2 separate regions of the Sus scrofa genome follow, and region 1 is linked to region 2. A link is a contact called in public Hi-C data. All regions are on one chromosome and are shown on one strand. Each heading gives the region's core, a stretch centred on a gene start, on an enhancer-like site or on the middle of the called end of the contact. The rest is flanking DNA. Distances are from core to core; before and after follow the strand shown.

Region 1 (5,161 bases), core at 413-2,912, 66 kb before region 2:
GCTGTGGTGTAGGTTGCAGACGCGGCTCGGATCCCGCGTTGCTGTGGCTCTGGCGTAGGCCGGTGGCTACAGCTCCGATTCGACCCCTAGCCTGGGAACCTCCATATGCCGCAGGAGCGGCCCAAGAAATAGCAACAACAACAACAAAAAAAAGACAAAAAAAAAAAAAAAAAAAAAAAAATTCTATGAGAGGGAAAAGAAAGGATCTAGTTAGAAACTAAGTGGCTGCACAAAGAACACCTACTAGCTAAGCTTTTTTAATGGACCCACACTCAGGATGGCAAAATGAGCATCAATAATGAATCTAAAAAGGGGTGTCAGATACCTGGATAAACAGTTGAGGAAAGTAAAAATCCAGCAAGAGCTCACTTTGGAGAAAAAAAAAAGACAACTAAGAATAATAAAAGATATTGGATTGAAAGAAGAATAAAAACTAAGGCAAGGCCTGCTGCTGCAGAAAGATAAATGTGACACTGTGAGATAATGGAGAGGTAGAGAAAAGGCAGAACTTCCTGACTCAGATCTTGTGATCATCATTTTTTGGTAACAGAGGTATCCAACAATGGAGTGGGTTGCCTAGCAAAGTTGTAATTGTTTTAGACACTGAAAAGATTCAAGCAATGTTTGGTAAAATCACTGGTCAGAGTGTGAAGCCATCAGATTCCTCCTCCTGGAGGTCCTCTGCCTAGGTAGACATACAACACGAGTCCTACAAAAAAGCCCTGAACCCTTCTCCTGCACCAAGGAAGTACTGCTAGGATGGACCCTACTCTCTTGGTCTGTCACTTGCTATTTTGTTTCCACTTCTTTTCCCAGCTCCTTTGGATAAGTGCTTTATTTAATTGGCTCTTAGTTTTGATTCCACCAGGGGATGTGATATTTCAAAGTCTCTTAGGCATAATTTACCCATCTGGAGTTCAGCCCAGTCTCCTGACCCTTTCCTGCAGCTTGAAACTGCTAGTCTAGGAGAAAAATTAGAGAATATGTTATCATAAATCTGGTGGCCAAATGAAGGAATCTCATTTTTTTCCCTTCATTTTTAAGGGCTATTTTTCTTTTTTGTTTGATGAGATTCCACTGTGAGTAGGATATTAAGCTTAAATTGCCTTTGTAGATCAGTTTACATATTTGCAAGATGATTGTATGATTTTATAGCATTTGGAGAAACAGATAAATTTTCATAGTAAGGGCTAGGGAGAGAAGAAGGTGACTATTAAAATTGCAAAAAGAGGGGGAAAGAGTTATTTTTCTGTTACCCTTTCTCTTTCTACTGGAGTTAAGTTTCTTCCTGTCTATAAGAAGTCATGCTGCTCTGCTTGACTTCAAAGGCCAGAGAAGACTCTTAAATCTGACCATAGCAGAATGCTATAGCTGCATTCAGGAGTCCTTATGGTGCTGCTGTTACATTCCTCTTTGACTTTATAGGCTGAACTGGAGTGCAGAGTGGAAACTGGCCCCTTAGCTAAATATAGCTACAGATAGTGCTTGCCCAGTTCTTGGCTGTCCTAATAGGGATTGTAATCACAAGAGTATAATTAATGTGCCTCTCTTTCCAGGTGACAGAAGTTACCTTTAAAGAATTGGCTAAACATGTTCCTTCTGCAAGTTCCAATTCCCCCATCAGATGATTATGAAATTCATTAAAAATATTGGAATGATCATAATAGGTTACTTGTTATATGTGTGCTTTCAAGATACAGAGTAATATTGCTGAAGTTGCACAGTGGGGAGGAGGGATGGCAAAAGAGAGAAAAGAGTGGAAAATACAGAGAAAAGTTCTTTCTTGTCCTAGAAAAAAAATGGAAAATATTTCTAGGGCATGGTGTTCCATAGAACGTGCTGAACAGACAGTCTTGTGAAGCCCAGAGGCAAACTGGAGTTTTGCCCCCTGGGATGCCATTGTGGATAACCTCCCCCCCCCTTCTCTCTCACTGGTATTATCCTTATCTCCTGTTTTTGAATCTCTGCTAATGTATACATCTTGATCTGTGATTGTTTCTATTTCTCTTCCCTTCTGTATCCTAAAATTTAACTTCTGTGCTTCAGTTCATCTTTCTTTCATTTATTTACATTTTGAGACCACTTCCTCTGCCTTGCCTGTGTGTGTGGCCACCCCCACCTGTCCTCAGGCATTGACTCATGGTGTTGACATCCTTTCCCACACACCTATGCCCACACACTTCCTGTACTTTGTGGCTTCACTTGTTCTTTTGTTGGTGTCCTCCTTTGCCAGCACTGACTCAGTGGGGCTTGCTCTGCAATTCTGTGTTGGTATCTGTTTGGATCAATGTCATTTTAGTCTGACATGCAATAAAGCATTACTCAAAGTTATTCCTACCAAACAGAAAGCATGAAAAATGGTCTGGGGAAAGCGAGGCAATGCTATCTGACTCTAAGCTCATTAACATGACTCCTGACCTTCACTGTTCTTTTTTTTTTTTTTTTTTTTTTTTTTTTTTTACTCAATGAATTTATTACATTTATAGTTGAATAATGATCATCACAATCCAATTTTATAGGATTTCCATCCCACAACCCAAACTTATCCCCCCACCCCCTGAACTGTCTCCTTTGGAAACCTTAAGTTTTTCAAAGTCTGTAAGTATCTGTTCTGCAAAGAAGTTCATTGTGTCCTTTTTTCAGATTCCATGTCAGTGAAAGCATTTGATGTTGGTGTCGCATTGTATGACTGACTTCACTTAGCATGATAATTTCTAGGTCCATCCATGACTTCAGACTATATACTACAAAGCAACAATCATCAAAACTGTATGGTACTGGCACAAAAACAGAAATAGAGATCAGTGGAATAGGATAGAAAGCCCAGAATTAAACCCATGCACCTACAGCCAACTAATCTATGACAAAGGAGGCAAGAATATACAATGGATAAAAGACAGACTGTTTAATAAGTGGTGCTTGGAAAACTGGACAGCCACATGTAAAGGAATGAAATTAGAACACTCTCTAACACCATACACAAAAATAAACTCAATGGATTAATGACCCTCAATGTTCTTAATGAGCCCTTAGCACATATAAATGTTTTTCAATGAACTCTGGGTCTTTCCCCACATTAAATGATTCAGTTCAGAAATTTTTAGTTTTTGTTTACTGTTTGGTATTGTTTGTAAAAATATCTACTGTCTTAAAATTTAATTTTATTTGTTTATTCATTTACTTTTTTAAAAAAGACTTTATTTTTTCAGTACCAGTTTTAGATTCACAGCAAAATTAGGAGAAAGGTCCTGAGATTTCCCATAAACTCCCTGCTCCCACACATTTATAACTTCTCCCATTATCAACACTTCCCGTCAGGTATCTAACTTTCAAATCTTCTCTTTGTATGATTTTTTTCCAATGTGTTATGACATTTCTCTTCAAACCTAAAACCTTTCCCAGGAGTTTTCGTTGTGGCGTAGCAGAAACGAATCTGACTAGTATCCACGAGGATGTGCATTCAATCCGTGCCTTCACTCAGTGGGTCAGGGATCGGGCATTGCCGTGAGCTCTGGTGTATGTTGCAGAAGCAGCTTGGATCCCTTGTTGCTGTGACTGTGGCAAAAGCCAGCAGCTGATTTGATACCTACCCTGGGAACTTCCATATGCTGTGGGTGTGGCCCTAAAAACAAAAACAAAAACAAAAAACCTTCCCCAGGAAGAGTTAGTTCCCTTGGATTCTATTCTATCGTAGCAATTCTATCTATATTTCCACTGTAGCACTTCTCATGCTGAATTATATTTATATGTTTACATGCATCACTTGCTCTTGAGGATAAAATTTTATTTATTTTCTTTCAGCCAATGCCAAGAAGATTATATAGCAACTAAAGTCCTAACCTCTTTCTAAACGTGTGGTGAAATATGGTCATGCCTGTTTGTTCTCAGAAAGCTCCTAAATTAACAAAAATAGAAGACTCTTAGGCTCTCCAATGCAAGGTAAGATATAGAGTTGCATATTCTGAAGTGGAGGTTCAGAAATAGAGGGATCACATAAACAAGAACGTAAAGTACCTGGAACCCTTACGGTGATTCTGTATACTGCTGCTTTGCAAAGGAGCATAATTTTGCTCTATACGGAAGCAAAGTTATACCTGGACACTTTCATAGCCACTCCTACAGGGGTTAGAAAAAATCTTAGGAAACTCCTTTTCAGGCACTCTAATTTGGCTAGTTCCTTTTCCCATGCTGACTGCCTGCCTGCACCACTACCCTAAATACCTGACCTCCAAGAAATAGAAGGCAGTCCAGAGATCTTTGGTCATTCTGATGTAACTCTTTGTTTCTGTGGTCCTATCATTTTGATGTTTGAGAAAGTTTGAACATAGAATTAGCTGGTGTACATGAGTTTTTTCCTCAAGCCTCAAATCTAGTCCTTATCTTTTTAGACTATGACTAAGAATTTAATGAATAAATTTGCCATTAAAAATCATAGCTTGATATTTTGATTTCTGTCCTATTCATAGGTTCTGCCCACACTCAAGGAGAGAGGATTATAAAGGAAGTGTACACTAGGGGCTGGAAATCCTTTCTCGTCAAATTTTTAGGTTTTTTTTTCCTACAAAATTAATGTGTGTGTGTGTGTATATTATATACACACACACACACACACACACACACATATATATATGGGTTTTTTGGTTTGTTTTTTGTTTTTCTTTTTTTTTTTTTTTTTTTTTTGCTTTTTAGGGCCACACCCACAGCATATGGAGGTTCCCAGGCTAGGGGTCCAATTTGAGCTACAGCTGCCAGCCTATGCCACAGCAATGAAAGTTAATATTTTTATATATATCCCTCATCAACCAATAAAGACTTCCTGATTTGTATTTGATGCTATACAATTATAAAAAATATGATTCCTTCACTGAAAAAATCGTAGATTGGGGGAAGGGATTAAGACAATTTATGCAACTTGTATAATGTATACATATATTGAGAAAGGTCAGCACAGACTGGAGTAGTATAGAAAATTTCCTGGAGAAGGCAGGTCTAAATGATAGACGTTAACCCATGTAGCGATCTTATTTCTCCATTGGTACTCAAGACAGACAGGATGAAATAGGAAGAATATAGGGTACAACAGAATTCACAGGCTTGGGCTTGAGGGAGCTATGGAGAGAAAGTCAGGTGGGGAGCACAGGTAAAGAGGGAGGGATAGACA
Region 2 (4,797 bases), core at 947-3,446:
GGAGATTATCAAGCAGATGGCTTATTGGGAGTGCTCTTGGGATGGATTCAAATGAAAGGGAAAGGAAGGAAGCAGGAATAAGCAGAGGGACAAGTAGAGCTTTGACGCAGTCTCAGTGGAAAACACAGATGGGGTGAGACTTCAGAAACATCCTGAGTTGGAACGAGGGGTAGGCCTTGATACCCTTGTGTTGAGCAGTCATTGGATGCAATCTAGGATGAAGGAGCTCTGTTTAGTCAAAGTAACCCTCAAAGGGGGCTGACAATTGAGGCCTTGCTGCCAGCAGCTCTCTCAGCAGCTAAAAGAATAAGTCCTTCATTCCTGAAGGGGACAGTATATCACAGCATCCTCCCCAGAATGTCTGTGTGCTCTCACTCTTGTGAGCATTGATATAACATATTTGAAAATACCTAACACCATATCCATACTAAATAGATGTTCATTTATCCATGTGGTCTACCCAGACACCTAGCCATTCTTTTATTACTTTTCCCCCCCTTTTCAGAGGTCATAGGACTGAAAGGAGAGAGTCAGCTGGTAATTCCTCTTACTGGCAAGAAAGGATTCTTGTTTAAGGAAGGAGATTGGATCTATTAATTCCCTCCTAATCTGAAGCTGCCTCTTCAGATTAGAAGCTACCTCAGTTCTATGATTCCATACTAATTAACAATAATAACGATTGAGTACTTCTCTGATTTGCAGAGTTTTTGAAATATTTTATTTGATCCTCACAACTAACTTACGTGGCAGGCTAAGCTGGTATTTATCTACTAGTCTCACTGTAGAGTTGAAGAAGCTGAGGGCAAATCTAGTAATTTGTTACAAACCAGGATGAAATGAAGGAGACTCTGAACCTAAATCTGCTGATTTTTGGTCTGGGGTTGTTCCTATGATTCGAGAGTCAGCAGGGCCTTACAGGCTGTGGAGTAGCTGATAAGACCTGGGTTTGGGGCAACCCGTTCTCCTGGAGAGTCTTTTCTCAGCTGAAGCTGAGTTACTGGGCAGCACTAACTTCCAGGGGCAGAGAGCCTAGGGGCCCCTTCTCAGTATTTGAGTTCCCTACATTTCAGCCCCCTGCAGCTCTGAGGCTGTGCAGAGATCTTTACATATATTGTAAGTGGACCCACTAAGCTTGGTAATATTACACACAGAGCAGCGGATATTGTTCCCTGTGACTTAGTGTGGATTTATGGTGAGGAAAACTCCAGGAAGGCAGATGTAATGTATCACTATCCCATAGGCCAGTGCTTCTCAAACCTTCACGGCATTCGAATCACTTGGAAATCTTGTTGAAGTGCAGACTCTGGTTCAGTAGGTTTGGGATGGGACCTGAGAGTCTTCATTTTAAGCACGTGCCCAGATGCTGTTGATGTCACTGGTTCATGGATCATGGTTTCCCCTCTCTCCCAGTCACAAAACCCACAGTCTTTCACAAAAGGAGCCATCAAGATTGGTGCTTGCTTTAAAGGCTAATTGGAGCCAGTGATCTGAAAGAAACAGGTCATAATTTTATTGTAATTATGGTTTCTGGCCTTTTCCTTACCTCCACTCTTTTCTAAGGAAAAAATGGAAGAAAAGAGGGTGGCAGAGAAGGGAGGAAGAGAAGAAAAGAAGAGGAAAGAAAAAAGAAAACCAAATTGGCAATGTAGCAGGTGGTCAGAACCAACCATGCTATAGATTTATGTGATGCTAGTAACAGGTGCCACTGGAGCCTCTTCTTATTTAGCAGTGTCAGCATTATCCATTTTGTGAAAGAGAAGAGGAAACCATATGGATAAAATCTGCAGACACCAGAGAGAAAGATGCTGTGGACAAGCATCTTTTCTTCTGGTAAGTAAGGGGAGTCCTTGGGATTAGAAGCCAGAGGAAAGCCCTATGATCTTGTTAAACCAGCTCCATTTAAGAGGCTGTGGCTAGGTATTTATGCAACAGAGCACCCCTTGCTGCAGTCCCTGGGGTGTTGATTTATTCCTTGATGGTGTCTCTACTGTGAATATGGCTTCATTTCCAGGCTTCTCAGGCTGATGGAGGGGGTGGATGGAATCAAATGCTTTTGAAGTGATTTTCTTTGCTAAGACATTCAAATTGCTTTTTCCTAAGGGGGATGAAATATTTTCTGAGTTTGCACTGTATAGCTTCTCAAGGCATTAGAGGGAGGGAGCAGGGGATGGAGGCTGGAAACAGCCTTAGTCAGGAATGCTCTCAGGAGTAATAACAGACAGGGTCAGGGGAGGGGATCATTTTTTCTATAAGGCAAGCTCTCTAAAAGCAAGAAGAAATATGAAAATTGGGGCCTGCTCACCAGGGAAAAACTGTCAATGCAGTGGCAGAATATACGTGTGAAAGGAATATTTAAAATAAGGTTGGTCAAAGCTCCATGAGGCATTCTGTGCAAAACTGTGTCTCTGCCAGTCACCTACTGTCTTCCTGCCTCTCCATCCTGGTCTCAGAGTGGGGGTGTTGGCCAGGCCAGGGTTGGTGTTGACAGCCGTCTGTGTTCTCAGATTGTGTGTGTGGTGGGGGAAGGGTGACAGCCGAGGCTTTCCAGGAGCTTGTGTCTCTGGAGAATTGGGGTGGAGCTGAGTTCAGGCCTTGGCGCCAGCCTTCCAGAGGGAAATCAGAAGCATGGTAATTAGGCCTCTCCCGCCGCAGGCAAGTGGAGAAGTTTTCTTTCCCTGACCACTAGCCTGCGGAGATGAAAACCAGGAGGAAACAGCAGGATTTGCCTGCCACCCTAGCTCAGGATTCCTGAGACCACTGGTGAGAAGGTGGTGCTGCTCCAGAGCATCTGTCACAAATGCCACTCACTGTTGACTGGAGCATCCTGGTCTCTTTTTCATAGAACTTTTTTTTTTACCCACTTGTTTGAATGATTTGTCACCAAGAAATCACATTCTATTCTTGAACATAGAAAACCATGGCTTTCTGAGAAAAATGGCACAGTGAGAGGCAGGGAGATAGAATAGGAAAGTATAATTTTACTTAAAGGAAATCTTCATGGAACTGGAAATAATTTAAAACTTAAAATAGCCTATATTATAGAAATTGCCATTTTCTAATTGATTTGTATGAGTTATTCTATTGAGTTCCAAAAGAGGACTGAGGTGGGCATTGTGACGGCCATTTCATGAATGAGGAGGCTGAGCCTCTGAGAGGCTGTGCTTTGTCCAAGGTCACACAATTAGTAAGTGGCAGATCTGGGACTCACTAAAATGTGCTCTACTGCCTTCCACTACCTTATGACAGCTGTCCAAAAATGAACTGTTCCATGTCATCTCCACAAGGCAACCCTGCCTGCCTTAGGGATCCATTTTACTACTGTGTGTAGAAAAATAGATCATCCCTCCCCCAATCCCATTTTGTAATTTTTTAAAAGATCAGAATTTTCTGAGTGGAATATAAGGGGAACAGGTTTCCATGACTGTCCTACCCACTATGATTTTAGGGGAAACACAGGGTATCTGTTATGCACCTGTGTTGTAAAGATGGTCCCACATACCAGCTTTCACTATATTTTGGTATGAAGCAAATTAGAGGAAGTAGAGTGGGCTAATATTAGTGTGGGCTTTAAAGTCAGATTTCCGTGCACAGACCAGCCTTATCACTGATTAACCTTTCTAGGCCTCAATTTTCTTATATGTAAGAAGGAATAGTAATACCTCTCTTAGAGGGACTCTGTGATGATGAGAGTAAGGAATGTATGTGAAATGGTCATTAGGGTTCATGGTCTCAGAATGTCAGTGACTGTTATTTTTAGGTGCATAGACTGTACAGTAGGACCCTTAAAAAGAGGTTTGACTTTGAAAGACTTATATGAATTCAAAGTGATTTAAATCTGTTTCAATTAAAGGGCCTTTATTTTCAGTTCTGCGATTCTATGGGTCTAGGAAATAGACCATTCTATGGGTCTAGGAAATACAAAGATCCATGCATCTTTGTATTCCTCACAGTTACCAAGCACAATATCTTACATGGAAAAGGTGCTCATTAATTCCAAAAGACTGGGGGTGATATGGGGAGGACTGTATATGGGGAGGGGAGATAGATGCAAAGTATGGGGAGAAGGGACGTGTGGGGATGTGCGCTTTGACCACAACCCAACATATTTAGACTCCTTTTTATAGCTTTGCCCTTGTGGCACACCATTCTTCTTTCTCCTATACCTTTTCCAGAGTACAATGTCAACAGAGAATTTTTTTTTTTTGGCTACAGTCACAGCATGCAGAAGTTCACAGGCCAGGAATTGAACTTACACCAGATCAGTGACAACTTAACCCACTGAGCCACCAGGGAACTCCCAGCAGAGACACTCTTAATGATTGTTGTCTTGGGTATAATAAACTCTGCTTTACTAGAGATGAAAGAATTTTTGTACATAATAAAAGAGAAAAACAGTTACCTAAATAGACAGAACTTCTGACAGCTTTGGAGATTACAGACAAACTGTTTCTAAATAAACCATCCTGCTCTTCTTAGCCCACACCTTTCTCTTCCTGATTATTTCCCAAGTCTGCCTTCTTACACATCTCATCCTACTCATAGATCAAGCTGTGCTTTCCTGAATTCCTAGCCATGGCTATGGTCACAAAGAACTCTACCATAAGCTTAACAGGCTTGACCCTCATCTTCAATGGAAGTCTATCTTCCAAGAGACTCTTCAACCCTCTATGAATTGCCTCTTGAGATCCCCATTTCCATACTGGAGAAATCAGAGAGGCCCTGTGTCCAAGACCTATGGAAACCTGAGATCAAGAAACCTCTTTATATCTATTTACCTTGAGATTGATTACCAGTAAA

What was found. A called contact is a pair of places that touch in the nucleus more often than the background predicts.
Region 1: a contact with region 2 is called in a Hi-C map of fetal heart ventricle, with 1.7 times the contacts expected there. The contact joins two enhancer-like sites. A contact is called at or near these places in 2 of 47 Hi-C or Micro-C datasets (fetal heart ventricle and heart right ventricle).

Annotation. Positions count from the first base shown.
Region 1 is chr13:144,716,247-144,721,407 of Sscrofa11.1, reverse strand. It overlaps LOC106505799 (a long non-coding RNA gene), which reads left to right. Exons shown (of 4, transcript XR_002338135.1): 3 at 3,802-3,939. Among named protein-coding and RNA genes, the nearest start is that of SEM1, 90 kb to the right of the region's middle. Within about 2 kb of position 1,662, at least 7 of the 83 cell types and tissues checked have an H3K27ac peak or open chromatin away from gene starts, as enhancers often do.
Region 2 is chr13:144,650,795-144,655,591 of Sscrofa11.1, reverse strand. The region is part of intron 3 of LOC106505799 (a long non-coding RNA gene); the gene reads left to right. Among named protein-coding and RNA genes, the nearest start is that of SEM1, 24 kb to the right of the region's middle. Within about 2 kb of position 2,196, at least 4 of the 83 cell types and tissues checked have an H3K27ac peak or open chromatin away from gene starts, as enhancers often do.